Linked DNA regions of Danio rerio: region 2 is linked to region 1. The links are chromatin contacts, called in public Hi-C maps. All regions are on one chromosome and are shown on one strand. The core of a region is the stretch at or near the end of the contact, and the rest is flanking DNA. Distances in the headings are between cores, read along the strand shown. Region 1 holds the start of tmem176l.2 (transmembrane protein 176l.2). Region 2 has its middle 14 kb from the start of mex3a.

Region 1 (4,820 bases), core at 569-3,068:
GCTACTTGTTTTATAATGTTCAGAAAACATACACAAAAACGACATTTCCAAAATGTTTATTGTACTGTACATACTGTAGATCAGTGGTTCTCAAACTGTGGTACGTGTACACTAGTGGTACGCAGGCTTCCTTCTAGTGGTACGCAGAGGAATGAAATATGCCATGTACATGCTACACACATTTCAGAATTTATTAAAATAGATGTATATAATATGCCATATATGACATATAGCCTATATTTCTGAGGTAATCTGCCACATTTTTTTTTTAATTTGCAGAGTTGTAGCTGCTTTACTGGGCCTACTACGCTACTGTATTTCAATGCTGCTCATTTTGGGGGTACTTGGAGAGATTATTTTTTTCTGAGGTGGTACTTGATGAAAAAACTTTGAGAACCGCTGCTGTAGAAAATATTTAAGAGCCATTCTTCAACTTTGGGCACTTTTAGCCTTCTTTTAAAACTTGTTCAAAATGAACGTAACATAGCCTCATAAGTTTAAACAATATGTCTAGTTTTAAGATCTGTAAGAGGACAAACGTAGATAAGAAGAGGAACATTTTTTCATCGTGAACTAAACAAATTACACCACATCTTATTATACAACTTTTTTTTTTTCAAAATGAATTAAATTATGGTAGTCCAACATTGTCTGAGATCATTTTTGTATCTAGTTTAACCAATCTTTCCACAATATATAATAATTATACATTTGTCAATGAAATAAATCAGTTGTATGCTGAATTGAACACCTGTCACACTCTAAAATTAAATATTATTTTGGTTAAGAGCTTATTAGAAAATAAATAAACTGACTTTGTTTATTAAATAGAGCATGAACTTATACATTGGGAATACACTTTTAATGTGTGATGAGAACTTTTAAAATATTTGTTAAAAAATGTGTGTGGTGATGGGAATGACAGTGCAGGAAATGACATTTCAACAGTTTATTGTGAAAAAATAAAAAATAGCTTCAGCGATTAGCTTTGTATTGCTACTAACCTTTCATGTATACAAAACACTCTTATTCACCTTAATTTTGTTTGGTTTTATAAAAACATTTTTGAATGTACAACTTGTTTGGAAATGATGTAGATATTTTTTTTCCTTATCAAGCAATATTTATCTTGATTTTGCTTCAAGTGTTGTTGATAAAAAAATTAAATTCCCTCCATCTTGAAGATGTTCTCAGATGGCACTATTCACTTTCATGGAAACCACCGAAATAGTCTTTCACACAAACTTTCTAAAGCAACACGACAGTGTTGTGGTGGAAATGACACTGATACTGTGCGACAGCTATATTTTCTATAAAAAGTTATATTGATAACAGTCTCACATTAATAATTATAAAATATTTAAATTATTTCACTAGTGCTTAATTAAGATACATTAATAGATACCAGATAATATTTTAAAATGTTATTTTCATTGTTGAAGTTTAAAACTCTGGGTGTGCGGCAAGGTGAAAACAGTGATTTTGAGCCCTAAAAGGACGTTGAATAATATGGGAAAATATAATAGAAAGGTAATTTATTTTAAAGTAGGTTTATTATAGTTAGTTTGACTAAGAAAGAGGATTTTGAACAAAATTCTATATATTTTTGGATGTATGATCAAAGGAAATAAAAGTGCCTGTAGTTGAAGAATTACTCTTAATATTGTGCTGTGATGATAAAAGTTGCGTTCAGCACACAAAACAGCAATTCAGGTCGTGGACATTTGACCCCTCGTCTATTTATATTTACAAAGAATCTATTGCTGGGAAAAACTGAGACCACTCCTTCAAAAAATAGGCAATAAAACAAAAGCAGAGTCATGTCATATTCACTGTGGACCGACTGAGACGTGCCATACAGACGTGCCATAAAAGGTGAGTTTAACCTAACACTTTGTTTTAAAGATGATAAACTACATTTTTCACAAAACTGAGCAAAATAGGACAACGATGTTAAGAGTGATGAAAAAACCTGTGGTTCATAAATAATACATTAGGACTGTTGCACAAACTTTCTATAAAATTCATAGGAAGTTACGGAGATTTCAAATGTTAAAGGGGTAGTTCAGCCTAAAATAAAAAACTGTCATAATTTACACTTCTGTTGAACACAAAAGAAGATATTTTGAAGTCTGGGAAATGTCAGAAAAAGTCCAGATTTGGCCCATTCGTGAGCTCATTTGTCAGATTTTTGACAGTATGTCATTATAAATTGTTGAAAATAACCGATAGAAGAAAGCTTTAAGACAAATGTAATTATTAATTATTATTTAAATGGACAAATTCGGAGTAAGGAAATGAGCTGGCCAGTTTGTTGTTTGCCTAGAGGCTTTTGAATTTAAAAAGTTTACAACAGATTCCTAATAGTTTTTTTTAATGATGGATGATAATAAATTAGCAATTAAAAAAAATATTATTTTTCTTTATTCAAAAGGTTTAATTTAAAATTCTAATCTTAATACATTATTTTTACATTTTAAATGCACATTTGTAAATAAACACATTTTTTTAAACATTAAATTGTATGAAAAGCTCTTTGACAAAAATGTAGCCACTCCTTTTAAAATGCTGGCTAAGGGTCTGAATGTTGTTTCCTACTATCGATGTGAATGGCTATTGATTTACAACATTCTTCAAAATATCTTCATTTGTGTTTCAACAGAAACTAATAAAAGTTTGGAACTACTTGAGAGTGAGTAAATAACGAGTGAATATTAATTCTTGGGTGAACTAAATCGTTTAATTCTGCAATTATGATTTTAATAATCAATTAAATTAGTTAATATGGGATTTACATGCTATCATAATAGTTAAAATGCTTAACTTTGATTCTTTTTGAAAGTGTTACTGTTTTCTTCTGGTATAATAAATATACAGAGATGGCCCTGCTGCAAAAATGACCATTTGTTGTACTTAAAATTGTTTCTTGCAGTAAAGAAACGGGAGATTCGGCGGTTGTTACCTGTGGGAAGTTCATCACACCTGTCTACAACATGCCTCTGACCATATCTCAGGACGAAGGTTTGACGATTGTCATGGTCAACTCAAACCCAAAGAGTAAATGGCCCGTACTGTGCCAGATTCTGGGTTATCTGTGCTACAGTCCAGTGTGCTCTGTGTCTCGGATTATGATCGGAGAGCTGGCGAACATCCACATTGGTCTCGGGGTCAGTTTCTGATATTGTCTAGTTTTTTTGTTTTGTCTTTAAGGTTACTTTAGATTGATTTATTTTAAAATACAATGCAAAAGGTGTGAGGTGATTAAAAATATTTTTACAACATTCAGTAATGTTTCAGCTTAGTTGTACTTTGGTTTTACCTGTGGACAACTTTTTTAAATTAAGAGATTACTGACTTTATTAATGGGGGGTTTGAGTAAAATGTTAATATTTGTAATATCAAATAAAAATATTGTAATTTAGGGTCAAGAAAAACATTCCGTGTAAAATCAATATAAACATGTTATGTGTAGTTTAGTTTTAGTTTAATTTAGACCCCAAAGGGAAAGTGCATGTCAGCAAGGGTGTAGAATTGGCATGGTCAGAGGGGACGTGTCCCCGCTAATATCCAGCAATTACCGAAATGTTCCCACCAATAATTTAATCGCCTTAAAAAAAAATAATGCTCTGTCAACTCTTAGAAATCTACATGTGCTCAAAGGGTTAAACACATAGACATATAAAATAGACAATAGGGATATAATGGTTGAATTGCATCACATGCCTCTCTAAATTTCTGAACATTCATCCCTCCTCAAAGTCAGATTGCAGCAAATTGAATTTTGCAGCACAGGACGTGCTTTATTAAGCAAGAGATGATATTTACACTAAGTTGAAACAGCATCAGATGCTGCACAATATAGCAACATAAAGTATGGTAGATGCTTTTTGCACTTAGTGCTTATAGAAAGTGTATGCCATTTAAACTTTTAGTGTTTATAGAAGGTAGATGCTATTGCAGTGTTACTAAAAGTATGCTATTTACACTAAAAAGTATTCATACACTGCACTATAGGACTTGATTAACTAGATTTTATTATTTGGTTTATGCCATTTAGCTAAAACATGGTATTTACACTACACTGTAGACCAAAATGTTCAACATAATTAAATTGATTGAGTTGCATGAACTCAATTTTCTAAAACAGTTCTACTAACTCAAATAGTTTGAGTTTGTGTGACTTTTTATAGTCTTTGAGTGAATTGAACTTAATATATTTGATTAATCGAAACAACTTGCTCATTAAGTGCTACTTAGGAGTATAATTTAACTTACTTACTTTTTTTTGTTGTTTCAACATGTTGTCTGCGTATACAGTTACATCAGTAACCTTTAAATTAACATTTTACATACACAAATATTTTAGCCAGAACAACTGCTTTAACGTGAGCACAAAATAGAATATTCTATTATATATTATATATCTATTATATATACAGTATAATCTGTAAAAAAAGTCCATGATTTTAACAGTAAAAGTCTGTACAATCTACAGTGAAAACCCTGTCAAATGTTTAACAGCTCAAAATGGACAAAATATAGAAAATAACTGTAACAGACCTAACCTTTGTTTTCGAGAAAGTAATCAGTGTCTGAAATCTCACCATAGTATAGTCTACTAAACAGAGTGAATGACCAAACGAGTGAATTCTGACACTGATGAACACCTACTGTAGACAAGCACAATCACTGAAGAAAAGAACAAGAAATAAAACTGTACAGCAACAGTAACTGAATTAAAACAGAGGATTAAATAACTCCATTAATAAAAGCATTACAAGATTCACTGATTAAAGTTTGACTTCATTTCTGTCATATCT
Region 2 (4,500 bases), core at 673-3,172, 140 kb before region 1:
GTGCTAAACTAAAAAGCACATTCGCAACGAAAGAGGCTCAGTTAGATTATTTCGAAAGCACATTCTTCCACTTCCACTGTTTTTACAAACAATAAATAAATAGGCTACTGTACATTCTTTTGTTTCTCAACCAGTTTGACATTTCCCAGTAGTCGAATTGGCCTAAAACATGTTTCCATTAAGCCTCATTGCACACTTCTGTAAAACAGGTTTGTAAAACTAATTCTGTTTGTGTTTTGTTAGTCAAGAAGCTGTTTTCAAAAATGCTTTCAAAGGAAATATCAATATGAGCATACCTACGTCTATCATGTTGACATGAACGTTTTTTCTTTTATTTCCCTTAATTTGACTAGTATTTACGTCTTAAAAATTAAAATGAAAGTTTCATATTTTTTATGTTTGATCATGTGACGTTCAACATAAAATCATTTTATGTCAAAATAATTAAATATACGCGTTAAATTAAATTAGAAAATTAATTACTATTGTTTGCAGTCTTATGTGGTGATCGAAACATCTCCTGAAATAATGTGCGGTTCGTCTTTGCAGCCGCCAGAGGGAGTGAGTGAACGCTTAAAAGCAGCTGAACTTGTTTCAGTTCATGTTGCATTACTGTGATTGTATCAATGTATTATTTGTGAATAGGTGATAATCATTTCATCCGTTATAGCGATAGATAACCGTAACCACATTCAACAGCAGAATTGCAGTTGTCTTCAATGAAAGAAAAAAATGCATCCTCTGACCCCAACACCTGTGTGTGTGTTTACCACAAATTACATTATTGTACACAAAAGGGTTGGACACACTTAAATTAAGGTTTCTCACGATCATACAACATATTCTTGATTTAAAAACATATTACTCGATTTGTGTGTGTGTGTGTGTGTGTGTGTGTGTGTGTGTGTGTGTGTGTAATTTCTTTAAAAATGCTATGGTCAATATTATTAGACAGTAACAAATTATTATTATTATTATATTATTATTTTTAATAATAATAATAATAATATTTCATCCAATGTCTTATCTAGTGAAGTATATATTGTCATCATGGCAAATACAAATCAATTAGACATTACATTTGTTATTTACATTACTTATGTTAAAATATTGAAATATTTGGGGAAAAAACATTTCAATGGAGATTGCATTTTATTATTATTAGTTATTATTAGTTATTTGTTTATTTTATTTAATAATCTACGTTATCAAACATATTAAATCTCCCCCTCATACACCCTCACACTCTCCTCATAACTTATACTCCCCATAAACACTTCACTATTTAATATTTGCACAACTAAAATTGTACATATTTCATTTGTAAGTATGTTCATATCTATCTACATACCTCTGATTATTAATAGTAACCTGTACATATATTCATCTATTGTGAATCTCTGTTCATAGCTATACAACCTGTATTTAATTCATTTATATATTATATAAATTCATAGTACATCCATCTGTAAATATAACCATAGTTATTCAATAATTGCACTTTATAATGTATATATAGTTACATATATCTTGCAATATCCTGCACTTTCTGGACTCCTGGTTAGACCTAAACTGCATTTTGTTGCCTTGTGTGTGATGACAAGAAAGTTAAATCTAATCTAAGTCTAATTTATTTTGCTTTTGGCCATGTGAAATAACATGAGGGCATTTATTTATTTATTTACTTATTTATTTATTTATTTATTTATTTATTTATTTATTTATTTATTTATTTATTCATTCATTTATTTAGTTAGTTATTCTTGTTTTGCTTTTCATTTGGTCCAGTGAGATCACCTGAGGGCGTGGCTTCTTGTGTCAGTGAGAATGTGAATCATCAGCTGCTCGCAGAGGAGAACGAGAGATCCATTACCTCACAGCAGAGGAAAAAGAGATGAGCTCATACTCACCTGACTCATATTCCCAGCTCACACAAGCATTTACACTCAACGTAAAGCACCCTGAGTGTGAGTCTGAGCGAGTGAGTGTGTGTGTGCGAGGAGGGGGAGGGTCAGTCATGAAGATCAAAAGCAGGAAATCTGGAGTGATGCTCATTGACAATGCGGACATCTTTTGAAATATAACCTATACACCTAGGAACTACAAAATAATAAAGCAATGAATATATTTATATAGATATTAGCACTATAATATAAACATTACAGAAACATCCATGTAATGTAACAGATAAAAATAGCAAAAAATCTAATCTAATTTTTTCTAATCACAATAATACTTTGATGCACTCTCAGAAAAAAGGTACACGGTGGTACAAATAATGTTCCTTAAAGAACAGTTTTGTACCTTTACAAAAGTTGTACCTTATATGGTATAGAAAAGTCGTCTTATGATAATGTTCTGGTACATTTAAAATGAAGGTACACAATTGTTCTCATAAAAAAGGTACATGAGTGTTGGACAACTTCATTATTATCGATAAAAAGAATTGTTGTTGGAAATGCAAAGTGATTTTATGAATAATTTCCATAATAAAACATGAATCATTTTAAAGCATGTTTAAAAAAACTCAAACACTAACTATAAAGTTCTATAATACAAAACAACTGGTAAAACAAAAACTACTGTAAACTAAACATTTTCGCCATTTTTAATAAACATTTGCCCGGCGTTTTCTGATAAATTTTCATTCTTAATATCCACTATCAATTTGCTTTCCACTATGCACGTGAGCTGGTAAAAGTCCTGAATATGCAAAGTGTTCATGCAGACATTTTAGTATTTTAAAACTAATCAAACATTGTTTTAAACGTCGTTTAAAAATGTATGCGTTTTATATTTGCTGAAAATAAATTAAAGCATTTTGAATAAGGCAAGAATAGTTCTAGAGGGAACACATTTGACACTGTTAAAATGCAATGTCTCGTCAATGTAAAGATATGGATCAGATTTGTACCTTTGATGAAGGCATAATATTGTATCTGCAGGTTTTAAAAACTAAAGGGATTTGATTTCACATGGTACAAATAAAGTCTTACAATACAATACAAATTAATAAAGCAGTGAATATATTTATATAGATATTAGCACTATGATATAAACATTACAGAAACATCCATGTAATGTAACAGATGAAAATAGCAAAAAATCTAATAAAATTTTTTCTAATCACAATAATACTTTGATGCACTCTCGGAAAAAAAGGTACACGGTGGTAAAAATAATGTTCCTTAAAGAACAGTTTTGTACCTTTACAAAAGTTGTACCTTATATGGTATAGAAAAGTCGTCTTATGATAATGTTCTGGTACATTTAAAATGAAGGTACACAATTGTTCTCATAAAAAAAGGTACATGAGTGTTGGACAACTTCATTATTATCGATGAAAAGTATTTAATTGTTGGAAATGCAAAGTGATTTTATGAATAATTTCCATAATAAAACATGAATCATTTTAAAGCATTTAAAAAAACTCAAACATTAACTATAAAGTTCTATAATACAAAACAACTGGTAAAACAAAAACTACTGTAAACTAAACATTTTCGCCATTTTTAATAAACATTTGCCCGGCGTTTTCTGATAAATTTTCATTCTTAATATCCACTATCAATTTGCTTTCCACTATGCACGTGAGCTGGTAAAAGTCCTGAATATGCAAAGTGTTCATGCAGACATTTTAGTATTTTAAAACTAATCAAACATTGTGCATATCTCATTACAATACTATTGCATAACTCTATTTCTTTTTTAATATTAAGTAGATTAACTTTTCATTGATTACAAAAGTATTGTAAAAATTGGAGAAAAAAAGATCGTTTGATTTGTTAAAATGTTTTTATCCTTTATTGTTAATGGAAAAGGTGCATTTACACAAAAATAAATATTTAAAAATGTTGTTTAAAAATGTATGCGTTTTATATTTGCTGAAAATAAATTGAAGCATTTTGAATAAGGCAAGAATAGTTCTTGAGGGAACACATTTGACACTGTTAAAATGCAATGTCTCGTCAATGTAAAGATATGGATCAGATTTGTACCTTTGATGAAGGCATAATATTGTATCTGCAGGTTTTAAAAACTAAAGGGATTTGATTTCACATGGTACAAATAAAGTCTTTAAAAAGGTACAAACTGCATTGGTAAGAAATCGTTTCTTTGTTCTGTTCCATAAAAAGGTACTGCCCCAGTGACAAGGGTTTGTACCTTCCTTTGTACAACATTGTACCATTTGTTTTTTAAGAGTGTGCATATAAATTCTGAGTTCGTATATTTTAATAGAAATTGCAAATATACAAAACACCAATCACATAATACTACAATATTTAAGCTATACTCAAGCTTAATGTTGAATAGAACTGAATAAAATAGCATGGAATATACATCATCATCATTATTATTATTCAAAATATAAAATCACATTACTAAAACAAAACATTTATTAAACAATTACATTTATTTTTGTTGATTTTTTAAAAATCTATCAAATATCTAAATTAATGTATACATCATTAGTAGTCAGTGTGGGGGTAACACATTACA

Evidence for each region. A called contact is a pair of places that touch in the nucleus more often than the background predicts.
Region 2: a Hi-C map of embryo shows a contact between it and region 1, with 7 times the contacts expected there. The contact joins the enhancer-like site here to the promoter of tmem176l.2 in region 1. A contact is called at or near these places in 2 of 18 Hi-C or Micro-C datasets (embryo and hematopoietic stem cells).

Annotation. Positions count from the first base shown.
Region 1 is chr16:51,114,670-51,119,489 of GRCz12tu, reverse strand. tmem176l.2 (transmembrane protein 176l.2) reads left to right here and starts at 1,818. Exons shown (of 7, transcript NM_001386366.1): 1 at 1,818-1,875; 2 at 2,933-3,167. The coding sequence starts at 2,994.
Region 2 is chr16:51,253,128-51,257,627 of GRCz12tu, reverse strand. It overlaps a transcript of rab11al not described here. Among named protein-coding and RNA genes, the nearest start is that of mex3a, 14 kb to the right of the region's middle. Within about 2 kb of position 1,922, at least 11 of the 62 cell types and tissues checked have an H3K27ac peak or open chromatin away from gene starts, as enhancers often do.